2 separate regions of the Arachis hypogaea genome follow, and region 2 is linked to region 1. A link is a contact called in public Hi-C data. All regions are on one chromosome and are shown on one strand. The core of a region is the stretch at or near the end of the contact, and the rest is flanking DNA. Distances in the headings are between cores, read along the strand shown.

The links. A called contact is a pair of places that touch in the nucleus more often than the background predicts.
Region 2: a Hi-C map of leaf shows a contact between it and region 1, with 4 times the contacts expected there. The contact joins two enhancer-like sites. A contact is called at or near these places in 2 of 8 Hi-C or Micro-C datasets (leaf and an unstated tissue).

The regions. Positions count from the first base shown.
Region 1 is chr20:36,079,531-36,084,453 of arahy.Tifrunner.gnm2.J5K5, reverse strand. No RefSeq gene overlaps it. Among protein-coding and RNA genes, the nearest start is that of LOC112788072, 21 kb to the right of the region's middle. Within about 2 kb of position 2,418, at least 3 of the 3 cell types and tissues checked have open chromatin away from gene starts, as enhancers often do.
Region 2 is chr20:36,414,020-36,418,942 of arahy.Tifrunner.gnm2.J5K5, reverse strand. It overlaps LOC112784258 (auxin transporter-like protein 1), which reads left to right. Exons shown (of 9, transcript XM_025827413.3): 8 at 1-168; 9 at 1,598-2,024. The coding sequence ends at 1,825. Among protein-coding and RNA genes, the nearest start is that of LOC112784258, 6.9 kb to the left of the region's middle. Within about 2 kb of position 2,097, at least 2 of the 3 cell types and tissues checked have open chromatin away from gene starts, as enhancers often do.

The DNA.
Region 1 (4,923 bases), core at 1,169-3,668:
AAGTAGTTGACATTGAATATTAATCCAGACATCTAAACATCTCCAAAGCCTTAACTCTATTCTCATATCGCTTTCTCAACTATTCACTATTCTCTTTTCTTAATTTACTGTCTTTTATGCTATTTGCTATTCAAAACTCCTATTTCAACTTGTCTAGCTAGAACAATTAATCAACCATTGTTTGCTTAGTCTGTTAATCCTCTTGGGATCAACACTCACTCACATGAGTTTATTACTTGGTATGACCCAGTGCACGTGCCGGTAAGTTGTGGTTAGAAATTTTGCACCAGGTTGACCCCATTACCATGAGCTCATTTCGTCACCTCTTCTTTTTCGTAGGGGCCCATTGTTAAGTTCGCCTCCCTAGGTACATAAGATGTAACTCCGAGACCTATCATCCTTGCCGTATTGGCGGTCCTAATGCTGATTCTAATCATTACCCCCTTTTCTACAGCCTGTTTGTGGTGTCGAAGATTGGGAGCTCCTACTTGTCCGTTCGCCCGACCTGGAATACGCCTCGTCAGTTGATTGCGGTTGAAATCAGTCTCGTGCGCCACTTCTCTCCTCAGATTCTAAAGTCGGTGCTTGAGTTCTTGGATGATATGACTAATGCTTGACCCCATACCTCGAAACGGTCTTTGACTCGAGGGCATGTGTGAGTTTTAACTGTGACTCAGGGTCACGCTGGTATGAACAACACGAGGAATGCAAGCACCATTAGCAACCCTAAGGATTGGCTGAGGAATGTAGTCCTCTCTATCCTCAACTTCATTCACAAACGGGAGGGGCTTGTCGTCTATCCCATGTTATAGTGTCAGTCCCTATAGACAGTACCAATGTTCGTAAGCTTATCGAGAACAAGATGATGAAAATTGGGACCAGCAACTCCAACATCAGACAGTGACCGGAAGATGGTGGGGGTGGTACCTGCAATGACACTCTAATGCTCAACTCAAAGAATATTCAAAGAGGTGAGGGACATTAGGGTTATGTTCATACCTAGAAGGAGCGGAGTGATCGCTCTTATATTGACTGGGGGAATCTGTTAGGATCTCCTAATCTTGGGGATCATCGTGATTTTTTCCATTTTCATTTATGAAAAGTTAGTAATACAGCATCAAAATTGATATTAAGTTATCGTTGACCTTCTTTGAGCCTAGAGACCCTTTTAGATGGGCTACCGAGGTAGGTCGATGCCGAGAATCCCAAACGAGGCCAAGGTTGAGTCCAAAACACAATCTGAAAGTCCTTCTAAAACAAAATCTTTCCACTATTTCCAATTTTTCTAAAGATGCCCTTATTGACGTTCTCCTCTATTAGGCTTCGACTTTACTATGTTAGAAATATTCCTCCATGGTTTTATATAACCCTTAAATATTACCACTTGGCATTCTCAATTCATGCCTTAGATTAATTATTAATACGATTTACTTAATTATTGCTTAGTTGGTCTAGTTGCCTTGGTCATAATATAGACACTTCATCAACTCAAAGGATTTGCTGGTAATAATTTTGTAAACTTACTGATGCATGAGCATCTTTAAATGTTTTTAGTTATATTTCTTTGAATAAAGTTAGTAATTTCCTGATTTTGATTAAGATTCTTATGATCTTTGTAGAAAAAGATTAGAAAAAGAGGAACAAAAGCACAAAAACAAGGATCAATAGAATTAAAGAAGCTTATGATTCAAATAACAAGCCTTGGCCACAATTAGAAGCCCTTGGCCACACTTTGAAGCTCAAATTCAACAAAATGAAGCCCCTATCAAATCTTGTCGTCCAACACCATATAAGAGCCGTCCAACATGAGATGCTGGCAGCCCTAACCTCTTCATACACCAAAGGGCATAACTTGAGTTAGAGAGGTCCAAATGAAGTAGTTCCAATGGTGTTAGAAAGTTAACTTCTAGAGATTTCTAACGATATATAATACTTTATAGTTGACATTAGTTCAACACAAATTCTCTACCAAATAAAACCCCTGTCAAAGCTTGCTGTCCAACACCAAATAAGAGCTGTCTAGCATGAGATGCCTGGCAACCCTAACCTCTTTATACTCCAAAGGACATAACTTGAGCTAGAAAGGTCCAGATTAAGCAGTTTCAATAGCGTTAGAAAGCTAACTTCCAGATATTTCTAACAATATATAATAGTCTATAGTTGACATGAGTCCAACACAACTTTCTCGTGCATTGAAAGCACGCCACAAACAAGCCAATTTGGGCCAATGTTTGGAAGCATGCACATGCCATTTAACGACACTCCTAGATGTTCAACGGTGGAATCAAAAAAGGACAATTTTCTAGAATAGAAAATATGTCGTTCAATGGCAATTATTGGGCATCCAATGGCAGAATGAGGCAGAGGCTAATTGGGGAGCTTCAACTGCTATGATGGGCCGTCCAACGCCAACTTTCAACAAAGGCCAATTTTTGGAGTAGGAAGCATGTCATTTAACGGCACTCTTGGCATCCAACGACAAATCCAACAGAGGCCCAAAACTTAGAGAAATGAGATTGCTTTTGGACGTGGCTTTCTTGGTGTACAACGGATAATAATAAGCCCAAATTTCAGTGCTCCAAATTCTTTATTAATTCATCAATTCTTCAAGCTTCCAATTGCTTCACTAATTCCTCAACTTCACAAACCCATGAGATCAAGTGGAATTGGAGTTGAATTTAACTTGAATTTACATTTGAATTTGTAATTTAGAATAGGTTATAAATAGGAATTGAGATAACACTGAAAAAAAAAAGGGAAGAAAGGGAGACACTTCACTACACACACTTTTCTTTTCATTTTTTTTGCTTTCATTTTCTTTCTTTGTATTTTTATTTTGTGCTCTCAATTATGAGGCACTAATTCTCCTTTGTTGAGGAGAAGGCTCTATTATTTCTAATAGATTAATTTTTATTTCATTTCTAATTAATCTATGCATTATTTTTTAAGAGAGAATGTTCGTTCTTCATTTCAAGGATTCAAATCTATTAGAAAATAGTTTGAATCTTATTTGAATTTCATGATCACTTGAAAAATTGAATCATGAAAATTGAGCTTGACTATTCTCTCTCTTAATACTTATGGTTTTGAATCTGGATTTGATAAGTGACATTGAATCAACCAGATTTAGATCTTAAAAATTGTGTAGTTAGAGAATGTACTTCATCTCTTCTCATGAGTAATTAATCAAGAAATTAGTAATTAATTAGGTTAAGAGAAATTGAATCACCAAGAAATTGGGATTCAATTGCATGATTGAGATAAAGGTGAGATTCAGTGATCCAAAAAATTTAACATTTCTAATCCTTAACATTCTCCCTCATCTTATCTTATTTAGTTGATTATTACTGCTTGTCTTTAGTTCATTATTTAATTCTGGAATTGAGATTAATTCACTGCTTATGTTCTTAATTCCTTTATGAGTTTTATTGTTATTTCATTTCTATTTCCAGTTATTTCATTTCTAGTTCATTTATTTTATTGTCAAGTTATTTAGTTTTCTACTTATGTTCTTTGATTAATCCTCATTTAATTATGAATTGTCTAATTAGACTAATTAATTAATCATTATTGCTTAATCCATTGATTTTCGTGGAAATGATAACTTACTCACCGTAATATTACTTGATGCGATTCGATACACTTGCTGAGTTGTGGATTATCTGGTATCACTTACCTTTCATTTTATTACTTCTTTATAAAGTGTCTTTTAATTTTTTTTGATTGGTTGGGTGGTCAGTTCACTCATCTATTTATTAATAGGCATTATATATATATATATATATATATATATATATATATATATATATATATATATATATATTCAAATACTTTTTTATTTTTATAATTTATATATTTTTTGGGAATCAAAATTTTTTAAAATAAAAAATTGGTAGTGATAAAATAAAAAATTAATTATTATTAAATTAAAATAATGAGATATATATTTTATAAAAATTATAAAATTAATAATACTTAATTTTTTTATTATTTAACTAACTTTCTCACGCTCGGACACAGTATTTAAATGCCGCAGGTATAAAATAGAAGAAATATTTTTCAGACACAAATATTTGCGAGTGGTACCATTACAACTGTTCATCCACAACTCATCATCAATCCTTGCCTGCTCCAGTGCACTGCATTAAACATTTAAACTACCACAATAATAATTTTTCGTACCTAGCTATATACATTCATTTATTTATGCTGCTGAAATCATTCCGTACCAAGGTATTGTCTCATTCGATCTGTTAATTGTAATAAAGAGAAACAGGCATATTAAAATAATAATAATAATATTACATTAATTTGGGTAATATTTTATCTTATATAATGGTGAATTGTAACATGATTATGTTTTCTTTGTCTATTAGCTATATTTGTCTGACAACGTATTTGTTATAGTGTTTAAAATTTTGATGTCTAATTATTAAAAAAATTAAATAATTAATATTTAAATTAAAAAATAATAAATTTTAAATATTTAAAATTTATTATAAAAAATAAATTTAATAAAAATTTAACACCAAATAATGAGTACCAAAGAACGGACCATTATTGAGAAATATGGCAACAATTTAAATGTTTTCTTTTTGTTTAGTTGTATTAAATATAGTATTTAGGTAAGTTAAAAGAATTATGAATTAATTATAGTATTTAGGTGAATTAAAACGAATCTTCTTAGTGATAATTGGTTACTACAATGTGGTATTTTAAAAGATATACTTTTTAAGATTTTTTTGATATCAAATCAAGAAGAATTTGTCATAAGACATTATAGTTTTTGATATGAAATAGAGTGGATATATATAGGATTTTCAATGAAGACGAAAAATATTTTAATCGAAATTGAAACTAATAAACCAGTTTTATGAAATTTTACGGTAAGTCAAATTAATAACAAGAGAAGATCGAGTAATG
Region 2 (4,923 bases), core at 848-3,347, 330 kb before region 1:
GCATTAGCAAGGTTACCAGTGGTAATACCAATATGGTTTCTGGCAATAATCTTCCCATTCTTTGGGCCCATAAACTCAGCTGTGGGTGCTCTCTTGGTCAGTTTCACTGTCTACATCATTCCTGCCTCTGCCCATATGCTCACTTTCAAGTCTGCCTCCTCTAGACAGGTAAAACACAAATCCTTACCTTTTTGTGTCTACCACTTCATGTTCACTTTGCTCCCACATTTTAATAAATTAAATCCTCCAAGGAACTAACTTGACTTATGTCCGTCAAAGGGCTTATTTGACCTCTGACTCCTTACAACATTTTTATATGAGAAATTATACAAAATTATTTTGAGAGTAGGGTTATATACAACATTTAGCTCTATTATAATTAATTTGGGTTGGTTGAACATTCAATCAGTTAACTCACTCGTTTATTTAAGCAATATTAGAGATACTCATATGTGTGCAGATTAGATATTGTGAGAAACAAAAGAAAAAAACTTTAGCACTATTATACTTCATAAAATATTACTCCATCCAATGAAAAGATATCATGTGTAATATGACTTGACTTCAAGAGAAATTAGTCAAATTACTCAAATTTTAGTATAATTTAATCTTTTAGTATTGCCCAAAAAGAAAATTTCTTTGACAATATAATAAATTTAGGTTGTGTTTGTTTGATGTGATACCCACATTAATCTTTAAAGCAAAAAAGCTAGCTATAGAGAGGACTAAGATAATAACAATAACAAATAAATAAATAAAAAGAGGAGTACGTTGGGAATCCATGACTTCCAATTGGTTGACCAGATCTAAGGATATAAATGTGTTCTTAATACTCTTTTGGTGGTGCGGTGTGTATGTATTTCGAGGATATGATTCCAGCTTCACTATTTTTAACCTGCAACGGACTTTCTATGTCCAAGACGGTATAAGTCCCAATCCCACTATTTCTATTTTCTATCATATCCGAATTTGGAAAATTATGAGACAAGATATGGTTAGTGTCATTTCTTTGTCATTTAGATAGTTATATGCTATAATCTTTAATACCACTAGTGACCTAACCCTAACCATAAGCTAGGTTCGCTAATCACTCTTTTAAGAAATCTGATATAGATTTCGTTTGATTGGGTATTGAACCTACATCAATTAAGTCAGATACCTTATCTTATGATGGGAGAGTGAATCGACTCAAGTGGAAGAATAGGAAAATTTCAAGTGTATCACATAATTAAGCGTTCTAGTTGTTTTAACCATTAATTTCTGTCATATTATATATATAATTGAGATTAATGACTAAAATAAGTGAAACACCGGTAAATATTCCCCAAGTAAAATAACACTTTTAACAATGGGTTGGATCATGTCTAAACCTAACTCCTTAAAGTGACCCTACATAGTAGTCACATCACTATACTAGATTACTATCCCATCCTAAGTCCAAACAGGCATTCATGCCAGCAAGTTAGCTACTACATTTGCACTACTTCTGACTATCAAGTATCAACAATTAACAAACAAGCTTACTAATTTTTCAAGGATCTTTCTTTTATAATTTTTCTTATTTTTAATTGATGATATTTTGGTCTTTTGTGAACAGAATGCTGCAGAGAAATTGCCATGGTTCATCCCTAATTGGACAGTGATGTACATAGTCAACGCATTTGTGGTAGTATGGGTTTTTGTACTGGGCTTTGGGTTTGGAGGGTGGGCCAGCATGACAAATTTCATCAAGCAAGTGGACACATTTGGGCTTTTTGCCAAATGCTATCAATGCCCACCAAAAATCCTACCTTCCAAAAATCATACTATTACTATGTATCACTAAGTTAAAAAGCATAGGACTATATTATCCTAGCTATGTCTTTTGAATAAATTTTCATAACATAGATACATTATGGTGAATGATTATGATTAATTATAAAACTTATTGTACCTAGAAATAGGGACAACAAAATCAAATCAAAGTAAAGACATGCACGAAATTTTCTAATAATATTTTCCGGCCCTTTAAATGACTAATATAATCATTTAATAGTGATAGAGCTTTGCATGATTTTGTGTGGGCCCTACTATTTTTTGTTTAGGCCCTACAATTTTTGTTGAATGATATAAACAAAATTGAGTAGGAGTGTTGCAGTGAATTTGCCTCACATGGCTAGCAAGTCCATTTAAAGTGAAAAATAAAGAGGAGTTTTGTTACATGATTGATGGACAAACTCAAAATGGAAGCTCATGACTTCATAAGCTAAAAGCCTAAAAGGGTTATTGGAGTATTATTGATAAGGATGAGTTGGCGTTTGTCGCTTTGAACTTAATCTTATCTTGCACAAAAAAAAAAAAAAAAAAAAAAAAAAAAAAAACTTAATCTTATCACTGTTGCTTTAGTTTATTATTATTTTTATCTTTATATCGAGATCAACTAAGAAATTAATTTTTTTAATATTAGCTAATTTTTTAAGTTAAATTATAAATTATAAATTATAAATTTTAAATTCTAATAAAAATAAGGATTAAAAATGTAATTTTATATAAAAGAATTTACTAATGTTAATTTGTTAAAAATTAATTTCTTATATTTATTTTTTTTATTTTTGTTGGAATAGTATTAAAGTATTATTAAATTAGTATTTATATTTAAATTTAAATATTAAGCGGTTATCCTTTTCTTTTTTTTTTTATTTTTTTTTTTGGGCATTGTTTAGGCCTATAAATAAGTTGACCTTTAATCATATCATGTACATAGTAAATACACATGGTAAATATACATATATCATTTTTAACATGTTATCAGAACTAGCATCCAATAGTATGAGATTGTTGCCCATATTCTCTATTGAGGGCAAATTTTGTTCATGTATATAACAGCCCATTTTTTATAGCTTTTGTTTGATCACCAGTTTTTTATTGCCCAAATGGTGCTTCAATTATATATGCACCTCACATCTAAGGCTAGTATTCTAGTAATATATATATCTTATTCGTAAATATTTAATCCGACTCATTTCAATTAAATAGGTTTATTTATCTTGTTTACCTAATTTGCTGTGGATTACTTGTGGATATGAGTTTAAAATATATCTTATCCTATTTTATCTGTATCTCTAATATATTATATGATATGTATTTAAAAATTTAATGTGAATTAAAAGAAGTGAGTATTAAACTTACGAATTTCTTTTTGTAAAAATTTAGAATAATGACGGGTGAAAAAATGTCGGTTAAGAATTTCTAGTAAAAACTGCATTGTGAGTACAGTCTTAACCAACGAGATTTTCACTGTCAATTTAGAAGATGTCACAATTTAAGAATGATTAACTGGGAGTGAAATTCCCAGGTCGTTTCTCAAAGAGTTGACACAGCAGTGTAAATTATTGATTAGGAATTTTTCGAAAAATTTTTAAGGTTGAGAACGGAAAAAATAAATGGCGATCAATTAAAGCAGCAAATGATGACAAGAGATATTAGATAGTTGAAATAAAAGGCCTTGGCAAGGAGAAGATTAATCGGAGTTTTTATCCTTGTTGAATTTTCCAAGTATAATAGTAAAAGGTTGCTGTTTTCACTTAGTTATCCTCTAACTGATAAAGGAAAGTCAAGTAACTAATACTAACTCTAATTCACAAGTCCTAATCGCTTCACAAAGAAGGATTAGAGTTAGTGAAAACTGAGTTAGCCAGCAATTCCAATTACAGATTAATACTTGAGTTTTCTAACTCAAGAGTTTTCTATTAATCAACTCCAAAGCCAAGTTGGAAGCTCTACTCCATTAGCATGAATGCTATTTTCACAAACATGTAAAGGGAGTAGATGGAAGACATGATAATTTAAATAAATTAATAAAAGACAATTTTAAAACTGATAATTAATTGAAGAAAATCAAACATGAAATGAAATTAAATGTGAAAATTGTTCATTGCATTAATAAATCCTAAAATAAAAAGTAACCATATATGACCACGAGCAAACTAAATGGAAAACAAAAGAGTAGAGTAATAGAAAAGCAAACTATAGTGATGGAGGTTTCAAAGGAAGGTAGTAACTCTCTCAATATCCAATCCAAAAGCATAAAACTAAAAATCTAAGAATGTGAAGAACCCTAGAAGAAGTAGTGTTTTCTCTCTAGAATTCAAAAACTAAAACTAAACTAAAGTGAAAGTGAATGTGTCTTGAGTCTCTGCTTGCCCCCTGGCTCTAGTATGTGTTTTTGGGCCGAAAACTGGGTCCAAAAACAGCCCAAAATCGCTCCCTACGAGTTTTGATTAATGCAGTACGTCGCTATGTCACGCGTACGCGTCGCTGTGAAATGCTCCAAGTCACGCGCACGCGTAAGCCATGCGTGCGCGTCGATCCTCGCTTGTCAGCTCCTTTATTTCTTGTGTTCCTTCCACTTTTGCATGCTTTCTTTCCATCCACTAAGCCATTCCTGCCCTATAAAGCCTGAAAATACTTAACGCATAGATCACGACATCGAATGATATAAAGGAGAATTAAAAATTGACAATTTAAAGACTTAGGAAACAAGTTTTCAAGCATGGAACAAAATTGGAAAGGATTTGTAAAACCATGCAGTTTGTATGAATAAGTGTGCGAAAAACTGATAAAAACCACTCAATTTAGCACAAAATAAACCATAAAATAGTGGTTTATCAAGTAACCACTAAACTAATCATTTAAATTACTAATTTAGTATGTTTATTTTTTAAAGAGTAATGTTGTAAGAAATTAAAGTTAAAAGAAGAGTGACAAGACATGTCTTTGTTTATGTTATTTTAATTTTATTAAAAACTTGATGATCATGGTATTTGTAATTTTATGTTATATCTTTTTAAGATTTTATTGTTTTTAATTTTAATGTGAACTTAATTTTTTATTTTAAAAAAATTGATTTTTTTGTGGATAGGGTCGGATAGGGTATGATTGAGA